2 separate regions of the Mus musculus genome follow, and region 1 is linked to region 2. Evidence: chromatin contacts called from public HiChIP or PLAC-seq data. All regions are on one chromosome and are shown on one strand. Each heading gives the region's core, a stretch centred on a gene start, on an enhancer-like site or on the middle of the called end of the contact. The rest is flanking DNA. Distances are from core to core; before and after follow the strand shown. Region 1 overlaps Dnah17 (dynein, axonemal, heavy chain 17). Region 2 has its middle 36 kb from the start of Socs3.

The links. HiChIP or PLAC-seq counts read pairs in DNA pulled down with a chosen protein or histone mark.
Region 1: a contact with region 2 is called in an H3K27ac HiChIP or PLAC-seq map of embryonic stem cells, with 8 read pairs. The contact joins two enhancer-like sites. A contact is called at or near these places in 1 of 15 datasets of contacts at CTCF or cohesin (large pre-B cells), 13 of 484 Hi-C or Micro-C datasets (ECoMG myeloid progenitors, Th2 cells, bone marrow-derived macrophages and 8 more), 2 of 115 datasets of contacts at active chromatin or transcription factors (embryonic stem cells and pancreatic cancer cells) and 2 of 9 other capture datasets (adipose tissue and liver).

The regions. Positions count from the first base shown.
Region 1 is chr11:118,088,120-118,093,509 of GRCm38.p6, reverse strand. It overlaps Dnah17 (dynein, axonemal, heavy chain 17), which reads left to right. Exons shown (of 81, transcript NM_001167746.1): 32 at 1,991-2,116; 33 at 2,708-2,794; 34 at 4,429-4,554; 35 at 5,220-5,380. Among named protein-coding and RNA genes, the nearest start is that of Dnah17, 38 kb to the left of the region's middle. Within about 2 kb of position 1,774, at least 4 of the 459 cell types and tissues checked have an H3K27ac peak or open chromatin away from gene starts, as enhancers often do. A contact at or near this core is called in embryonic stem cells, where this site is marked.
Region 2 is chr11:117,930,646-117,936,339 of GRCm38.p6, reverse strand. No RefSeq gene overlaps it. Among named protein-coding and RNA genes, the nearest start is that of Socs3, 36 kb to the left of the region's middle. Within about 2 kb of position 1,944, at least 119 of the 459 cell types and tissues checked have an H3K27ac peak or open chromatin away from gene starts, as enhancers often do. A contact at or near this core is called in embryonic stem cells, where this site is marked.

The DNA.
Region 1 (5,390 bases), core at 525-3,024, 160 kb before region 2:
GGAGGGGCGGGGTTGGCTGCATGCTGCCATGTGGTCATCCATCTGTCAAGGAGATGCTTGGGGGCCTCTTTTTATCTGATGTACCAGTGGAGGTCAGAGGACAACTTTCGGGAGTCGGTTCTCTCCTTCCACTGTGTGGGCCCCAGGGATAGAGCTCATGTTTGCCAGGCTTGGCAGCAAGCACCTTTACCTGCTGAGCCATCTCACCGGCTCCAACTTTGTTATAGAATCTATAGCACACAGCCTTCCCGTAGTGTGTGGTAAAGGAAGGGGCAAAGGAAGGAAGAAGAGGTAGGCTTGACCCATCTCTGAATTGTCACAGCTGGTGCAGAAGGGGGCTGTGCCACCTGAACAGGTTCTGAGCCCCTGTGCACAGGAAGTGGGCATGACGATTGAGTGGCTTCAGAGAAGCAATCGTGTGGCCCTGGTCCTCCTTCCAGCAAGCATGTCACCTACACTCGGTTTACCGGATCCTACCTAACGACAGCAAACTTCTCACTGGCCCTTCCCCGACCTCGCTGCCTGACCTCTGACCCAGCCACAGAGATGATATGGCCATTAGCCTGAAGGAAAATGCGTAGGGGCAAACCAGAACCTCTCACTAGAGTCTGGGCACTAGGGAGGTCAGAGGGGCTAGATGGGGCTTAGCCTCCCATTGCTCCTCTCAGAGGGACTCTGAGCAGCAGCAAGGTCCTTTCAGGGGAGTGACCGCTAGAAAAGACAGCCTGCTCCCCGACCCAGGTGCAGCAGGGAGAGCTGGGCTTGATCAGCTGTGGTGCTGGAGATGAGCCCAGCACCCCATGAGAGCAAGGTAGACAGTCTCCCACTGAGATAGACTTCTCTGCATGGCTGCCTGCTCCCTTCTCCGACTTAGGGATAACTGTATACTCCGCAAGCTTTTGCCAGGTGTCCCTGGCTTACTAAAGCGGCCTTTAGGTGGGGTCAGCTTTGGGGGCTTTTTAAAAACTTTATCCTAGCCGGACGTTGGTGCCGCATGCCTTTAATCCCAGCACTTGGGAGGCACAGGCAGGCAGATCTCTGAGTTCAAGGCCAGCCTGGTCTACAGAGTGAGTTCCAGGACAGCCAGGCCTATACAGAGAAACCCTGTCTGGGGGGGGGAGGGGGGACACGGACTTTATCCTAGTGTGTGTGTGGGGGGGAGACACTCACATGGAGGTTAGAGGACAATTTTGTGGACATGATTCTCTCCTTCCATTTTATGGGGATTCTGTGTATCGAACCTAGGTCGTCAGTCTCACACTACAAATGCCTTTACCAACTGAGGCATCTCATTGGCTCGGGTGGGTCGTCTTCTACTGCTCTATGGGTAACATTAGCATCTCTGTCCCTGACGCTGGAGGGAGCTTCCAAGTTCTTGGCATCTTGTTTAAAGAGTTGAAGCTCACACACAAGTGATAAAAACAGCGGGCGGGCAGAGGAGAGACTATTTAGAGACAAAGCAAAGGAATAGAGCAGACACACAGGGGCAGTGGGCACTAAAATAAGTGGCTCAGAGTTCTGGCTGGGTGCCAACACTGTTTCTGTGGATCCAGGTGGAGGAGGAGTTGGTTGTTAATCCTGGACTTGGAACATGTGCGTGCCCGATCGTGCAAACCCATGAGATGGCTAACAGGGGATTTTCCTGAAGAGTTGACTTGGGATCCATTCTGCCTCTCTCCCCATGTACCCCAAAACTGGTCCACACTGGGCTGGCTCACTGCTTCTGGATCTGGGATGCTTGCTTGGTCCCCGGAAGGAAGCTATTGAGTAGCCATAGATCAGAGCGATGGTGGCTTTGTTTAGAGAGGGGTGTGGGTGAAGCTCAGTGCAGGTGGAGATCCCAGGTGGCCAACTTCTTTGTTGGGAAAGGACTGGGCAGAGGTCAGGACAGGCAGGGTGGCTCCGCCTGCCCGCCAAGCTCACCTGCTTCGGGCGTACCAGTCACTGTGATGAGATATGCCTGTGAGGTCAGAGTGAGGTCTTTCCCCAGGTGGAAGTGTGGCTGAATCGCGTGCTGGACCGAATGCGCGCCACGTTGCGCCACGAAATTCCAGAAGCCGTGGTGACTTACGAGGAGAAACCGAGGGAACAATGGATCTTTGACTACCCGGCCCAGGTCTGGAATGGATGCGGGCCCACTGCAGTGTGGCTCTGGGCCCTGGGTCATGCTCTTGTCTGTTGGGAATGGGGTTAACTGTATAATGCAAGCTCATTTAAAAGAAATTTCCCTTTATTTTATGTGTATGGGTGTTTTGCCTGTGTGTATATATGTGTACCACGTGTGCAATGCCCACAGTGCCCACTAGAGGGCGAAAGATCCCCAGGAACTGAAATTAAAGATGGTTGTGCGCATCCACGAGGGTAGAGTAGGATGGGGTGGGGGGAAGTAAACCCATGTCCTCTGGAAAAGCAGCCAGTGCTCTTAACCACAGAGCTGTCTGTCCAGCCTCGTGGCCTTGTCTTTTCTTTTTTCTGGGGGTGTAGATGAAAGTGGGGGTTCAAGACGGTTTCTCTGTGTAGCCCTGGCTTTCCCAGAACTCGTTCAGTAGACCAGGCTGGCCTCAAACTAAAGAGATCCACCTGCCTCTGCCTCCTGAGTGCTGGGATTAAAGGTGTGTGCCACCACACCTGGCTATGACCTCGTCTTACTGTCCATAAAGAACAGTTTCTTCTGGGTGGTTTCCAGGTGGCGCTGACATGCACGCAGATCTGGTGGACGACGGAGGTGGGCCTGGCGTTCGCAAGGCTGGAGGAAGGCTACGAAAACGCCATCAAAGACTACAACAAAAAGCAGGTTTGGAGGCTCTGGGCCCCACACTACCAGGCAGTAGCCAGAAGCCCCACCCCCATCCCACCCCCAACCCCCTGTCTTGATGAGAGTGCCTATTGCTGAGATAAAAACTACATGACCTAAAGCAACTTGGAGAGGAAAGGGTTTATTACAGGCGCAGCTCACAACTGTAGTCCGTCGTCCAGGAAGTCAGGACAGGAACCTGGAGGCAGGAACTGAAGCAGAGGCCACAGAGGATCGGAGGATCATTGCTTACTGGCTCGATCCTCAAGGCTTGCTCAGCCTGTTTTCTTTTGCAGCCCAGCATCCTCAGCCCAGGCTAGGCCCCACCCACAGCAGCCCGAGCCTTCTCCCATCAATCGCTAATTAAGGGAATGAACCACAGGCTTGCCCACAGGCTGATCTGGTGGGGGCATTTTCTCAGTTGAGGCTCTCTCTCTGAAACGACTGTAACTTGTGTCAAACTGACCTAGAAGCAGGCAGTTCAGGTCCCCCTCTCCAAGGTGAAGCTGTATTCACTGTCTGTGTGGGTCATAAGCTGTCCCGTAACAGTACAAGTGTCATCGTCACCAATACATTACTCCTTCTACAGTAAACAACTTGCTGGGGTCAAGCCTCAGAACCCTTCTACAGTGTGTCCCCAGAAATCAGACGCCAATCTACAGTGTGTCCCCAGAAATCAGACGCCAATCTACAGTGTGTCCCCAGAAATCAGACGCCAATCTACAGTGTGTCCCCAGAAATCAGACGCCAATCTACAGTGTGTCCCCAGAAATCAGACGCTAATCTACAATGTGTCCCCAGAAATCAGACACCAATCTACAGTGTGTCCCCAGAAATCAGACGCCAAAACTATTCTTTTTTTTTACAATCCCCACCCCCTCTGTCTCTTTGTGTGTGTATACATGTGCATCTCGTGTGCATGAGATCAGAAGACAACCTGTGTGTGTGTGTGGGGGGGGGGATCAATTCTTTGCTTCCCGTGAATGGAACTGGGGTTGTTGGGCTGGACGGCAGGCACCTCCATCCTCTGAGTACTTTCTTTCCCTTGAGTCTCTTGGTTAAATCTTAGAAGATGCGTGTGTGAGTTTGTGAGTGTGTGTCCGTGCACATGAACCTTGGGTGGTTTCTCAGGAAACTTAGTTTGAGGTCAGGGTCTGAAGCTTTCCCATTAGGCCAGGTTAGCCCCCGGGAGCCCTAGAGATCCTCCTGTGTCTGCCCCCCGAGGGGTGTTGGGATTACAAGCAAGATGCCTCCTTACTTACACGGGATCGAAGCCAGGTCCTTGTGCTTACAAAGACAGCACTCCACTGGCTATGCCATCGCTCGGGGCCGATTGTCTCCTGTAGCTTCAGAGCCTTCCTGCACATGTGGCCTGATTACAGGCAGCTGTTTTTACTGAAGGACAGGCTTGCTCTTCTAAGGGCTCCATAGTGTACCCACCTGGGAGGAGAGGAACTTTTCTGGAGGCTTTTTTTTTCCATCGTGGTAAACAAGGGCTGTGATCTTGCGTGCACACACACAGGCGCACGCACAAGCGTCATTCCCTGTGGGCCATGACAGCCTGGGCGTCCGGCCCAGTGAGCTCTGCCCCAGCACAGGCACACTTCTCTCTCTCTCTCACTCTCTCTCTGCAGATCAGCCAGCTGAATGCGCTCATCACTCTGCTCATTGGAAATCTCACCGCCGGTGACAGGATGAAGATCATGACCATCTGCACCATCGATGTGCACGCCCGAGACGTGGTGGCCAAGATGATCACCGCTAAGGCAGGAGCACCCAGCCGTGCCCCAGGCGCTGGGGAGGCGGGAGCACCCGGGATGGTGGGAAGAGCTGGGAACCCAAACACTCAAGAACTCCAGTGTTGACAACCTCCTCTTCCCAGGGTGGTGACTGAGGGTTAGGGCTGTCCTCTACACACACACACACACACACACACACACACAAAATCCATGGGGGTCAGATGAGTGGACTGCTAGAAGTTTCCATTCTTGTGTGTGTGTTCTTCTTATGTGCGCAGGCACATGTGCACGTATGTGTGCATACATGTGGCAGCCCGAGGATGACCTTAAATGTGGCCCCTCAGGTGCCATCCACCTTCCTTTTTGGAGACAGGCTCTCATATTGGCCTGGAACTCAGGCCCAGCCCCCACACTCCACACCCCACACTCCACACCCCACTCCCACCTCATCTTCACTTCCTCAGCCCTGGAATTGCAAGCACCTGCTGTCACTGGATGACTGTCACACCACATGGGTTCTGAAGATTGAACTCAACAAGTTGTTTGCTGCCTGGGCCAGCCCCCAACCCTGGAAGCCCCTATCTGTAGCAGGCTGCGGCCAGGGGTATTGAAAGAGTCATGTACCCGACTGAGGGGAGAGCCCCCGGGACCGGCCTGGAGCCAAGACCCCTGGGTTTCTGCTGCAGGTGGAGAGTTCGCAGGCCTTCACCTGGCAGTCGCAGCTTCGACACCGCTGGGACGAGGAAAAGAAGCACTGCTTCGCCAACATCTGTGACGCTCAGATCAAATACTCCTACGAGTACCTGGGCAACACACCTCGGCTGGTCATCACCCCACTCACAGATAGGTGGGGACCA
Region 2 (5,694 bases), core at 695-3,194:
GAGTTGTTTTATTTTGGAGACAGGATCTCACCATGGCCTCAAACTCCTTAGGAAAGGGTAGTTGAGCGTTGTTGGCTCCACCCCTCCCCCCGGGCAAGTTCTGTTACTATAGACACGTGCTTACACACACCTGACTGGATTTTTATCTTTTTATTGTGTGTGCACGTGCGTGTTCGTGTGTGCCAGTGTATCAGGGTCTTAAGTAACTTAGGCAACTTTGAGCTCACTGTGTAGCTGACGATGGCCTCCTGCCTATCTCCCAAAGGCTGGTATTACAGTATATGCTGTCACGTCTGGTTCATGCAGTGTCAGGAACCGAAGACAGTGCTCTGTCCATGTCAGGGAAGCACGCTACCTGCTAAACTCTGTTCCCAGTCTGGTTTTTGCATTTTTAAGTGGCTGAAAAGCAAATCAAAAGAAGGCTGTTTCACAACAGGCGACCACTATTGCGTGAGATTCAAGCTTCAGCGTCCAGAGTTTACTGGCGTAGTCCCTCAGGGATCTGAGCTGTCTCTCACTCCAGGACCAAAGGCTAAAGTATTCACCACATACTCCTTTTCAGGAAAAGCCTGCTGGCCCCCGGCCTAGCGGAAGCATAGTCAAAGGTCCTGGGCCAAGAGCAAAAAAGCCACTTCCTTGCCCAAAGCCCACTGCACTGCCACAGGACAGAGCAGAGAGATATGAGGCGGTAGGGTGGCCTTTTGAGGCATAGGATGCTTCGTCATTCCCACCAAGGAAATAGATGTTGAGGGTTGCCACCAGCCAAATCTCCCTGCACAAACCTCTCTGGGCCAGAAGGAACGACAGCAAGAAAAGAAAGAGACAGACAAGTCCCTGCATGCATATCCCAGGAAGCAAGGAGCCCTGTGAGGCTCCAAGCTTGGAAACCAGGCTATTTCCCATCCTGTCCGGGGAAACTGGGAGCTCTCTCCTCTCTTCTGAGGAACATGATCATCTTTCCTGTCTCCTCAGGAGCCAAGACACCATGGTGCAGTTTCCTGGGGGTTGCTGTCCGGATTCCAAAGCCGAATTCCCCAGCTGCCTCAGACCCGGACCCTTCCTCCCCTCTCACTGAGCACAGCAGAGGTCAGAGCAACAGATGTGGCTAACAGCACAAGAGGTGGGATGTGGGGCTAACAGCACAAGAGAGATGGGATGTGGCTCCCAGGCCCCTGCAGCAGACCCACATCTGGCTGCAAGGTGCTGGGGTCAGAGCTGGTTGCCACATTATCCTGAGGAGAGGGAGAAGATTCATCTATGATTCTCAGAGCATCTGTAAGAAGCTGGATTATGGAAGCATCCACCCAGCCTACTGCAGAGACACCCCTCAGCAGTCTATGCATTCAGCACACTGAAAGACCCAGAATACTCTCCACGGAGATGGAAGTTGGAAGAAGTCTTCTGAAGAGAGAAAGATCCTGCAAGTGGCTGGTGCTTGGTAGCTTACACAAGGGCAGGGCATTCTGCACAGGCACCTGAAGATTGCCTCAGCCTGAAAACACAGACCGGATACTGATGGGAACAGGGGGAGAGGTGTGAGGCCCATCTCAGGCCCACCCTGCAGCCTGGAGTGTGAATTCAAGCTGCTGGGTCCTGTTGGGAGGATGGGCAGAGATGGAAGAGCCCCCTGTGGAGGTTGGTTGTCTTGCTTAGGCATGGGTCAGCAGATCAGGCCCAGGGACAGGTTCAGTGGCTCTGGGTCAGTCTAGTCAGGACACTCAGACCCAACCCACTCCCAGCCAGAGAGCTGCCTGCTCCAGTCACTCAAGGGAGCTTTCAGGAAGCCAAGTTCCAGCGGCTTCCACTCTGGAACACTGTCCTTTTCTCTTTACCACCATCACAAGGGTAGCACCTGCCACAGCAGTGCTGGGAAGCCCCACCCCTGCTCTCACACACCCACCAGACTCCACCCACCCTCTGAGCCACACCTCTCAATCTCCTTGGCTCTCTGCTCCAGAACTCCAGCCCCTGGATGTTGCCTCACTCTTCAGAGAGACTCCCAGCCCAGGTCCCCACCCTGGCCCTTCGCCTCAGTCCCTCCCTCTCTCTGAACTTCCCAGAGCCTCTCCCCTCCCTGACTGCAAGTCACCTGACTGGGAGGCCCAAGCCCAGCCTCACCCAGATTCCACACCCCAACTTTTCCAGCTCTGAAGATGTGAAAGGACTGTCCCTCTGCACTGTGGAGCTCCCAGTGTCCCAGCCTGTTCCTTCCAGCTGCACAGCTCAGGCACAAGCATGATACAAACCACCAGCTACACGTGCCGTATGTACACACATGTGCAGCCTCATGTAACACACAGCTAGGTGTGCACCCCCCACAGGCATACATGCTTATACATACCCTCATGAATTACACATCTATATAGGACATGAATACTCAAGTACACACACATGCGCATACATGTGAACACACATGAACATGCATGCACACACACACACATGTGCACACAACATCCACTCCATTCCACACTTTATGTAGCTCTTTTTCTCTCTATGGCAGCAGCACCCACACCCAGAGTCAGGTCTGTTATTCTTTCCTGTTCCCAAGAACCAGTGGCTGACACTACAGTCAATTTTTAGAGCACACACACACACACACATACACACACACACACACACACACACACACACATATATGATATATTTATATCAATAGCCTATTACTGTCACAGATATTGGTTAAGGCTCAGTTTTGCTAGGAAAGGGACTTTCTTCCTCAGAAGGAATCAAGACGCCGAACATATCAGTTCTTAACGATTTGGGGAGGGAAGCTGTACTGCTCTTTACTGTAACTCAAACAGCTAAATTATTCATTGAGAAATGCAAGCAGAGACTGAACAGAGACGGGAGAGGCAAGGGACCCCGGCCCAGTCGAGTGACCTAGGCCTGGGGCTGCTTGCTCTGACTCCTGGGGGTAGTCTTAGAAGTGATGGTCCCGGGGGAGAGGGGTGCGGGGGTGCGGGGGGGGGGCGGAAGTTCCCAGGGGCAATGAGAGAGCATTGCTCTCACCTGCTGAAAGGGGGCTGGAGGAAGACTCTAGAATCCTGTAGGAAAGCTGTCCTAGGTCCTCAGTGACTTATCAAGGGCCATTCCTAAGCCTGGCTCCTTCCTGCAGTCAGGAACCTTTGCTGCTGACCCTCTGAGTTTGGGCTGTGAAGGTATGTGACCAGAGTCTCCTCCAAACTGAGAGCTGGCTCCCTCCCATGGGGTGAAACCTTCTCTCACAGGCTGCCAGAGAAGCAGGGAGAGAGGCTAGGCCAGAGCCCATTCTTTGAATCCAAACTGGCCCCCAGTCCCAGTTCCCATAAGACTTCCCTAGGCAGCAGAAATCAAAGAGTTCAGAGAGGACTGATTTCACAGGCCAGTGGAGGCCCAGGAAGGGGGCCTGCAGCCCCACCGAGTCTTTAAGGGTCCCTCTTTCTGTGACCCCCCACCCCCGCCTATTCCCAGGTAATGACCATCACTGTCTGCAATATGGCAGCACCCTGAAGGCTTCCTTCCCAGTGGTGGAGGGGTCCTAAGAGGAGGGCCAGGCCTTCCCTGCTTTCCTCTTGCAGCCAATGCCTGGGCGGGGGAGGGGGCGGTGGACGGAGGAGAAGGAGAGACCAGGAAGGGACAGGGACAGGGACAGGGACAGTGAGTGCTCCTGAGGACTGAGCCCAACTGGTGGGAAGGGGATGTGGAGGGAGACAGGAGAGGAGGCGGAAAAAGAGAGATAGAGGCTGCAGAGGAACAGGTTGGGGAGGAGGAGGAGCAGGAGGGAGGAGGGAGGAGGTCTCATATTTGGAAAGTGGAGCCCTTGGGGGAGCACGTGCTGACTCACTCGCCTGCCTCCAATCTTCCCTGCTTCCTGGGGACTCTCATTTTATTTTCGGGAAAGCTGCCTGCTGTGACTAATTTGTTCTTAAACAAACCAAACCCAGGCCCAGTTAGGGAGGCTGGGCGGAGCCTGAGTCACTCTTTGCCCAGGGGCCACCACACCTCAGGGTGGCCCCCTGGCTCTGGGCCTGAGCCTTGTCCTGGGCTGGGCCTCCCTCATCCCAAGAGGCCCCTTATCCTTGGCCTGAAGGTGACCCCAGTGCTCCACAGATGTTTGGTACCTACTCCTGAGGGTGACACACAGGGCTTTGAAGGCTCCTAGGCTGCTGAGTGAACTTCTTGTCTGTCCAAAGCCTGCAAGAGTATCTGGCACAGAGTCGGCTGACAGTTAATGTGTGTTGACTGACTGACTGACTGGCCTTTTTGTTTCTTTACGTTTCTCTTTGGATAAGGCCTCCTGGGTTACTTTGTGTCCATAAGCCTCTCAATCACAAGGAGGACTTTACTAACAACTGCCCTTTCTGGGAACCCGCCATCTATCACAATAAGCGGGTCTTCCTCAGACTTCAGGAGCCGCCTAGTTCTTTGGTGTGTGTTCTTAGGGACACCCACAGAAGAGATTATTTTTCTATCTGCCTGTGCCTAGAGTCAGGGCTCCACTTCTACCGAGGGAGGGGAGGAGTGATGGAAGCGGGAGGGGGAGGGATAGGCCCAGAGAGACCAGGTCACTCACCAGTAATATGTGGAAGATGTGCACCCCAGACCCCTGCTTCTCTATGAAGCCCTTCTGCCCTTTGGTATCCTGTGCCAAGGGCTGTGAGGCCGGGACTCCTAAGACACAGTATACACAGAGAGGTACGAATATTTTCTGTAGTGCAGGCCCAGCCAAGAGGCAGTGTGGAACCCAAGTCTCCAAGGTGGGACATATGCACAACTCACATTGAAAGAAACACAACCCTTTTCCTAATTTTTATACACCCCCTTTAACTTTGGATTTTTAGGGACACATGAAATTCAATTCCAGTAATAAAGTGCCTACGGAAGATGAATGAATGAATGAATGAATGAATGAATGAATGAATGAATGCATCTCTGAAGTGTTTTCCTGAAAGGGAGAAATTGCCCCCTTGCCTCTGGACCATTGCACCCACGCACCTCCCAGTCAGTAGATGCTCAACAAACGTCTCTGTCCTGAGGGACACAGCCGCCTAGCTTCTATGGTTGGGGTGATGGAAAGGGCTCTCCCAGTCAGGAGAGGGCCCATCCTGGCCTCCACTGAGCCACCTGATCCCTCCCAGAGCGCAGGGCTCCACCCGCCCCCACCCGTGACTTCCCGCGCGCATACCGGGAAGGGAGGCAGCTGGCTGTGCAGCTGCCCACAACAGAACCCAGGCTTCCCCAGCCCGCCCGGTGCTCCTTTGCCGGGTCCCCCGGGGGGTGGCATGGGCCCAACGCAGCCCTGCACGATGGCGCGGCCAGTCGGCGCCCGGGTGCCCAGCCCCAGCTCTGCCCTCGGCCAAGGGCGGCCCCGGCTGCAGCCGCCCGGCCTCTGCGCGCTCGGGAGCGCGTTTCCAGTAAGCGCGAGCCAGCCAGCGCAGCTGTTCCCGACAGTTTGGCCCGGTGCGGGCGCACACAGATGCCCGGGCCGCCGCCGCGTCTACGCCAGCGATCAATGCAAGCATCCCCGGCTCCCGCTCCGGCCCAGGCCTGCCGGGCTTGCTGGGGTCCTCATGGTCCGAGGTTACTGATCTGCAGGGACACCATCATGTCAGAGTGCCCCTAGTCCTGATCTTAGGGGACAGCAACTCTCCCTGGTATTTAGATAGGGTCTCCCTCACTTGCAGAAAGCGATGCCTGGAAGCGAACCATCCCTTT